Regions from separate parts of the Zea mays genome. Here region 1 is linked to region 2. Evidence: chromatin contacts called from public Hi-C data. All regions are on one chromosome and are shown on one strand. The core of a region is the stretch at or near the end of the contact, and the rest is flanking DNA. Distances in the headings are between cores, read along the strand shown.

Region 1 (4,476 bases), core at 279-2,778, 360 kb before region 2:
TGGTTGCATCTCAGCCTCTCAGGGGCATACCTTCTGGTTTTGTGGAACCTTCCTTCTTGCCTAAAGCTGTTAGAGGTTCTGAATCGGTCAAAGTAAAAACCGCATCATCCGTTTCTGTAAGCACAAACAATATATTATAACAAGACAAGATCCAAACAAGCTGGAGTAGTTAATTTGTAAATATGCCCATTGGAAATAAAAAAAGAAGAATAAAAAAATGTGTCACTCAAAGACAAGAAACGGTGCATTAGTCTAATCCCATTTGAAGATCCATGTAAGGACTTGTTTGGCTGCACCCCAGTCCACCTCAAACCCGTGTGGATTGGGGTGGATTGAAGTGCAGCCAAACAAGACCTAATAAGATCCTTATATGGAACCCCAAAGAAAAGGCTCCCACCTGGCCACCTTTCCATACAGGATGTAGAAAAGCTTAGCCGTACCACTAAACTAATGGAAGTGGTCAATCGAACACCTCCATCCCCCCTCTGCAGTCTGCTGTTCTCTTGATCAAATACATGCAAATAAGAAATGCCACAGAAGTGGAATGTGGAAGAACATTCATCTAGAGTAAAACAGAACAAGTATATAACAAATTAAACAAAAGTAAAGCCAGGGGATCCACGCAAACGCAGTCCTCACTGAGAATTAAACAAATCAAGATACCCCGTCATCAGAGGATGTTAAATTAATATGGAGCACATCTTTGGAGTAATTCTGAGAATCCTCGGATCTTTTAATAATTTAGCATGCACATTTAATATCCTTTCTGGTGTTCAACCAACAACCCATTGTATAAGCATCTCGATTCAAACGTAGTTTTCGCACTTGAGATATTCCTAATTCTGCTACTGTTCTTCTGGGCTACAATCATCAATACTCCAGATTCTGGTAACACAAAACGATCATCTTTCCATGCTGCAAATCCCATGGGAAAGGCGGAAAGCGTGTGTCCGTGAGAAAGCACGGCTCAATCCTTTCTCTTGTTTCAAGAAACGACAAAAAAAAGGAAAAGTGCCATAAAAAAGGCATTCCAAGAACCGCTCACCGACGGAAGGTATCCCGCCGCCGCCGCCGCCGGCGGTTCTTTCCCTCTCCGGCACCGCGAAAAGACGAGCGGCCCCCTCTGGCGCGGCGGTGGGCGGCAGGAGGTAGGCTGGGGGCCCCACCAGCAGCCGCAGTGCGAGGCCCGCGAGAATCACGAACAGTACCAGCTTCAGCGCCGACCCGGCGCTCACCACCGCTTTCCTCTGCTGCGCAGGCGTCGGCGGCCATTCCGTCCCCATCCCCATCCCTGCCGAGTGCCGAGTCCAAATGATCTCGGAGCCGGGAACAGCGCCAGCAGGGATTGGCAGCCGTGCTGGCACTGCAGGTCTGCAGCTACGTGTGTCGTGTCGGTGCCACCGCGCTCGGCGGTGGCGGTGGAAGTGGTTGGCAGGTTAGACTATGGAATTATGTGGGGTCCCGCCTGGCCGCCTGGTAGTGAAGGCGAGCCGAAGCTGCCAACAAGGAGCGGCAGGCTTTGCACTAGGCGCCCCCAGGGGCTTTCACCGTGTTGAAGTACTCAGTGGTAAAGAGAGTTCAGAGAAAGACACATGACAGTTGTATCTTTATTACAGCAGGGATTATGTTTATATACATATGAAGGGGTGAGTTCCCAAGGGGTGTGTCTCTTGGGAATTATCGGTCGCACCTCTTGGATTGATCACAAATACAATAATTTGTAACACTCCCCCTTGATCAATCCAAATCCATTTGATCATCTGCAAGTTGTCTTCCAATATATTATCTTCTCAAAAACCCTGTGGGAAAAATAAGGAGTACACAATGTCTTTTGAATTATGAGTAGAACTCACACTGACCTCCAAAAGAAAAATATGCCTGTAATCATCATTCATAAAAACCCCAGTGGGGAAAAGTTAATGATGAAGCATATAGCTTAGTATTACCTCGTTAAAAACTTTGGATGAGAAAACCTCAATAAGGCAAAACTCATACAAAGAAAAGAGTGTAATATGATGGTTCAAAACAGGTCAAATATCATGGAGAATTACTCCCCCTGATCCTTGCAAGCACTTAAGTATTCTCATACCAATCACCTCAACACATTTCTGAAAACGTTGAGTATGGTAGAGATTTTGTGAATAGATCAACAAGATTATCACAAGACTTTGTTTGCAAGATATTCATATCTCTATTTTCCTGTTTCCATCTAAACAACACAAGCTCAATTATCCTTATAGATAATTGTCGGTGATTCAATCGAATCATGGTACGTTGTTCTCCAATGGACCTCTAGCCCAAAGAACAATAATATGTCTATAGCCATCATCTCAAAAAAAACCCCAGTGGGAAAAATAAATGATGAGACATATAACTCAGGCTAATATTTCTCCAAGATAATCTAGTCAGAAAATCTGAGAAATCAACATATCAGCCGAGTCTCCTTAAAAACCCAACGGGAAAAATAAGGAGAGTAGTCATACTCTATTGTTGATCCATTTGAACTCTAGGGATATAAACTCATATCCTAGTTCAAATACAACAATAACTATGTCATAATGTATCATCCTCGAAAACCTCTACGGGAAAAATAGATGATACGACATAGACCTTGTGTTGATGTTGTCTCGTTAAAAACTTTGAATGAGAAACCCAAGCAGGGAAAAACTCATGCGAAGAAAAGAGTACAACATGATGTATAAACAAGTTCTTTCGATCAAGAGGGAAACTCCCCCTGATCTTTACAAAACACTAAGTCATCCCATACCTGCTCTCAAACATATCTAAAATGTGGAGTAAGTAGAGACTTAGTTCGTAACTTGTTTTTCATCTAAACAACACAAAGTAATATTATCTTCATAGATAATAAGGTCACTGATATAAAATCATGACCACCACATACCCTCTGTATGTAGTATATCATTCTGTACAATCCCACGAAGTGTACTATAGAATGATTAGTGTAAGTGACCATTAATCTCTGTTGATTAACATTTATCAAACAGTAGGTCCAACTTACCAGAAGTATGTCATTGATCTTGTACCTGGGGATCTTCTATAGATATCCAAGATCAATATATCCAAACATAAGGAGAGCATGAGTACACCTGGAGATCATAACTCGATCTCATGTGCTGTTAGCTAGCAAATCATTGCAAAGCAATATCCGGCCGGGTGCTCTTGCAAGATACAATAGCACATCTCATGATCTAAAAGAATCAAATGACTATGATTCCATTATATTGAATTTCTTCAATATACGTTGGATATAGACAACTTTGTATCCAAGATACTCAAGATAGTTTAGTTTGAATTGAAAATCTCTTTCAATTCATATCCTCTATCTCGAACTCCGTCGATAAGTAATGTATGTTTAAAATATGTTGCACATATTTACACTGAACATACCATACTTTGTGTATCCTTTCAGAAGGAAGGATTCACTAGGTCAAATGTACCATATTTGACCAGGATGCTCTAAGTCACAAAGACTTTCCAAGCATTGCAAATTTGTGATTGGTGATTATGTATTTGGAATCCTTCAAAACTCCATAAATACCATAATCCAGTGACCACATATGCACATGTTGTCACTACATCTATCAACTGCACAGATAGATGATTTACTGCCCATATTATTGTATCGGAATTTAACTACTCACAGTAGAGGAGAATTTATAGCATTAAAATAATGCTTGGGTTTGCGTATAAACCCAGTTGCTACTAGCCATGCTTTCTCACCACCTCATTGTTTCCAAGTCCATGAAAACAAACTTGTATCCACAGTAAGATACCTTGAAGTGAAAATAAGTTAACACTTCTTTCCGGTGAGCAAGGCTATCTCTGCAACATTGTATCACTCAACAAGATCCATTTTGAGCATACTCATGCTCTGCTATGGCCATAGTCTTTTGGATCACTTAGAGCGCATATACAATTGCTGAGATGTATGTGTCGACACTTGTAGCTTTTAAATAACACAATTCTTCAGTTGACATGAAGTCATTTTCTTATGTACCCATATGATTCGTCGTGAAATCCCAAAACGAGAATCAAGGGCTTCCGATGACCTAGCCTCATCAGTGCGCACTGAGCTAGGTTGTGAATGTCTTCCATTCACATGATAATCCATATCCTCTAGGTGTCTACCAACACTAGGTTGGTTACCAACGAATAGTTGGTCTGCATTTACTATCTTAGAAGGTCTAGCCTTCAGCTGCTTGCAAGCATCTTAATCCCAATTTGTGACCATACTTATCCCCCTCTTATTTACAACATCATTGTAATAGGGAGTTGAGTGGTGTTCTATTTAACCACTCTTTCTGGCACTTCCACGTAGGATTAATTTTAGTGACACCTCATAGTAAATGCACATGGCAGTTAATTTGCAACTTCTTGCAAATCATTCGAACCCAAAGGTTCAGTTTTAGTACGTGATTCTGAGCCTGAATGCTTACTGCATTCATTACAATTTCC
Region 2 (4,345 bases), core at 496-2,995:
CAAGGTATTTCACATTTCCATTGTCAGCATCATCTGAAGATTGGGCTGAATTCTTCTTCTTTGCTGTAAAATTTTCAGCATAGGAAGATGTTATTGTTCCACTTTATGACAGTTAAATTAGCCATTAAAAAAGGAATGCTAATGACTACCAAATCATATTGTGATATTTAAAAAGGAGCTCAAAACGATGAGCCAAAGAAGACTAGTTCTGCAAGACTGGCCAAAGGCATTACTTTGGCTCCTCGTTGACCTCAAAAGGAACCTTAGCTACAACCGGGGACTAAATCACCAGAATGCAGCAAAAATCCTAAATTAATCACTCTGATGGTAGGGTATATTGGGTATGCAAATAACTGAATCAACTAATTTACAATGTATAGGTCAAATTCAACTTATGTTTTTTTCAATCCCAATGCAATATATTTAAGAAGTAACAACAGCTACAAATGACCCTATTAGGCTTGTTCGGTTATTTCCGTTCCATATGGATTGGAGGGGATTGATATAGATTGGGAGGGATTTTGACTTACTAGGGATTGAAACCGACTCAATCCCCTTCAATCCATATAGATTGGGGTTGAACCGAACAAGCCCTTACGGTGAAGGGAGACCCTCCGCAGTTACATTTGGTCACTGACGTGTGGGCTCAGGCCTAGGCCGGACCCACACGTCACTGACCCATTGCACTTATGCACTTACAGCGGAGGATCCGCTCGCCAGCACAACACGGCACAGGCTAGATTTTCAGCTTTACTTTTTTGTGTGTGCAAGAAAATAGGGCCATGGTTCTTCCACTTCAAATCTGAAGGATGATAATATGCTCTTCAAAGGAGGCTACAAAATTTCAGAACATAACTTAGAAACACATCAAGAATTTCAATTTGTTCCTAAGTTATCCTAAAAGCAAATGAAATGTTTACGTTTGCTTCTAGAAATGGAGCAAACATTTCCCAAGAAACATAAATTCAAACTTGATCCTGCAAAAATGGAGTAAGGCTTTCTTGGAAAAAATAAAAGTTTAGATTGTGCTCCTGGGGTGGACTAAACAATTCCTGAAAGGTCTAGCATATTACATTGGCCCATAAGAAGTGAAGTAATTTTTTTCTCCAAAAAAGAAGTTTACATTAGTTCTACAAACCAGAGAAGGCATTCAAACCGAAATTTTAAGTCTCTCTCCTGCTGCCTTGCAGATGTCAGTCACTCAGAGATGAAATCCATTTGGGATGCTGGACTGCTGGGCAACGGAGTACAGGGGATTAAACCAAATCTTGTGCTAGCTTGCAGGAAAGAGTAAGACCGCACCTTGGAGAGTGGCGCCGCATCCGCCGCAGACGTAGACGGAGTAGGCGGGCAGCTCTGGCAAGAACTTGTCGCACTTGGGGCACCGCACCAGCCGTATCCGCGCCACCGCCTCGGCCGCCGCTGCCTCGCCTTCCATTCCCGCAGTTTTCCCTTCACCGAAAAAGTCCCACCTCCTTGGCCCCTCCGGTCACAGGAAGCGCCGCCGCCACATCAACCCAAGAAACAAACAGGGAGGTGACGCCCCCAAAACCCCACCCCCAAGAAGTTCAAGGTCGAAACAGGAACACCAGACGTCCGGTTGCCAAGGACCCCGACCAACCAAGAGCGCCAAGAACCACGGTCTGGCCACCGGACGGAGCAACCTCGGCGAGGAGATGTGTACGTCAGTATGTGAAGGAGCTGAACCGCTGAAGCCGGGGGAGAGGAGGAGTTATTTGAGTTTGTAACATTCTCGTCACGCGGCTTCGCCAGTTTATTACTCCGCAGCTGTGCTTCACTAGTTTGGTATTATGAAGCACACATCCACGCCAGATTGGAACTATTAATCTTTCACCCTCTGTAACTTTTTATGAGCTACGGTAAAAGTCAATTTTGTCCCTGCCGGCGCTGCTGTAGCCAGCCCCAGCCCAGCGCGCTCTCGTAGTGCTCCATCCCCTCCGCCGCCAGCTTCACGCCGCCCCGGTACCCCGCCATGGCGTGCCACACGTACACGTACCTGACGCCGTGCTCGCGCTTCGCGTCCTCCACCAGTAGCTTCAGCCCAGGCGTTTGTGCCTGCTGCTCGCCGCCGTCGTCGCACTGGCGAGCCTGCACGACACGCACCATTGCAGACCAAACTGAGCCTCACTTGCCTAATTCGAATCGATGTCTCGTCGATAAAATCACGAAAAGGAAGGAGGAGAATGAGGTGAAATCCAATCAGTACTATTTGCAGTTTGCTTGCATGCCAATGGCCAAATGTCCGCCACTGGCATGGTTTCCGGCCTTTCTCCCGTACTCACCTCCCCGTGCGGTGGCACCTGAAGGAGAGGATGACGAAGCAGAGCACCCTGTACCCGACCACGAAGCCGAGCATGACGCCCAAGCTGCTCCACCGCATGCGCTCCCTCATCCCCTGCTGCCGTAGCAGCCCCGCGCCGTCGAGCACGCAGAGTCCCCCCGCGCCGCCGGCCGAGGCGAGGCACTCCCTGGCGCCGCGCGCGCCGCTGTACTCGTTCACCACAGGGCCTCGAACGCGCCAGACGACGAGCGCGCAGTAGGCGAAGGCGGCGGGCTCGCGCGCCAGGCCCACGAGCCAGTACACGGGCGCCGCGTACAGCACCGCCGCGGCGAGGAGGAACGGCAGGAAGACGGCGGCGTTGGAGGTGACGTACGAGGACACGCGGTAGGCGCCGCGGGAGGTCTCCCGCTCCAGGATGCGGCGCTCGTGGAGGAACACGGGCAGGGCCTCGGTGGTGGAGGTGAGCAGGTAGGTGAGGTTGAAGGCGAAGAAGCCGAGGCGGGACTGCAGGTCGGTGGTGCCCAGGACGATGCTGCCGAGGAACGCGCCGACCAGCACCGACTGCGCCATCCGCGCCGCGAACAGCTGCGGCGTCCGCAGCACCGTCTTCACGAACCGCCCCGCCAGGATGCGCACTCCGCCGCCGGCGAGTTGGCGTACCCCGCGCGCGGCCGCGCGGGCACGGACGCGGGTACCGGCGCGGCGACGTCTTGTCGGTTCGCTGGAGTGGCGGCGGTGATCGTGGTGACCGCCGTGGCTACGGCGACGGGCACCAGGAGGCAGTCCGCTGCGCGGGCACCGTCTGTTCTTTCTCGCGGCTAGGGGTAGATTAGTACATAGGAGTACATAACCTTCATCAAGCGTAAGAGAACAGACGGTTATATAGGGCGGAAGACTAACAGTCCCAATCTGGCACGTTTGTGTGCTCCATAATACCAAACTGGCGAAGCACAGCTGCGGAGTAATAAATTGGCGAAGCCGCGCGACGAGAATGTTACAAACTCAAATAACTCGGGAGAGGAGAAAACAGCGCGGGGCTGGTGCCTGGTAGAGGCAGAGAGCGCGGCGGAGGGAAGTCAGGTGGGTGCGAATTTAATTTGGATCGTCACGCTCACGGGCCATCTTGGCCTCTCTGTCTCGGACATGCAGCTTTTCCCGCTGCGGCCGCTGCTCTGCAGTGCGGACTGCGGCTTTCGTCTTCCCGCTCGGTGACGACGAAGCCGGGCTGGTGCATGCGCTGTGCGCACGGGTTGGCAAGAAATTTACGCAAGGATGGCCTACCCTACCCAGCACTGGTGCTCGTATATTTTTCTATGGGGCGAGCAGAAGTGGCTCAACCACGCCACGACACGCATTTCCACGGGCTCGGGTGGTGCTTCTACCAAACAGCCATTCAGGCTGACCTCAAATTCACTTGTGTTTCTGCCCTGTAAAATTTTTAACTCCATGTCGTTGTCTTCTATGTGTAGCAAATTAAGTTTTCTCCGGCATAAGATTTTATATGTTCCTCTACTTTAAATATAAAAAATGTTTTCTTTCAATTCCCTTGTGTTTCTGCACTGGCACGCAAGATACGACCATTTCAATTTCCGTGCACTTCAGAAACTTGTCAAGGAGGAAATGGTGGTGGGTCTGCCGCCGATCAAGCAGATGAACCAGCTCTGCGAAGGATGCCTTGTTGCGAAACAGAGGCGCTCGCCATTCCCGCAGTAGGCTTTATAAAGGGCTTAGTGCCCAGTCGAGGTTAGTGCACGTAAATATAACGCCCCCGGCCACTCTACAAATATAACGATGTAGGGCTGCAAACAGTGGCAGAGCTAGGGCTGCAAACAGTGGCAGAGCTCCGTAAAAATAACGTCTCGGGTCACTCTACAAATATAACGATGTACTACTTGTTTTTTAATTTTTCACACTTTAGAGGTAGTAACATTTAAAACAATCCAATGAAACTGTGGCACATAGGGAAAAGTAATCAGACGTTCGGGAACAATTACTCACAATAGAGGAGAAGCACTCAGCACATAACGCTTGTCGCTCAGATGT

The links. Hi-C and Micro-C count contacts between places; a contact is called where the count stands out from the background.
Region 1: a contact with region 2 is called in a Hi-C map of ear, with 2.1 times the contacts expected there. The contact joins the promoter of LOC100272604 here to the promoter of LOC103638537 in region 2. A contact is called at or near these places in 2 of 25 Hi-C or Micro-C datasets (ear and endosperm).

Annotation. Positions count from the first base shown.
Region 1 is chr9:63,698,513-63,702,988 of Zm-B73-REFERENCE-NAM-5.0, reverse strand. LOC100272604 (putative DUF231 domain containing family protein) reads right to left here and starts at 1,528. Exons shown (of 4, transcript NM_001147067.1): 1 at 1,046-1,528; 2 at 31-114. The coding sequence starts at 1,289.
Region 2 is chr9:63,340,532-63,344,876 of Zm-B73-REFERENCE-NAM-5.0, reverse strand. It overlaps LOC103638537 (Extra-large G-protein-like), which reads right to left and starts at 1,745. Exons shown (of 5, transcript XM_008661424.2): 1 at 1,303-1,745; 2 at 1-63. The coding sequence starts at 1,438.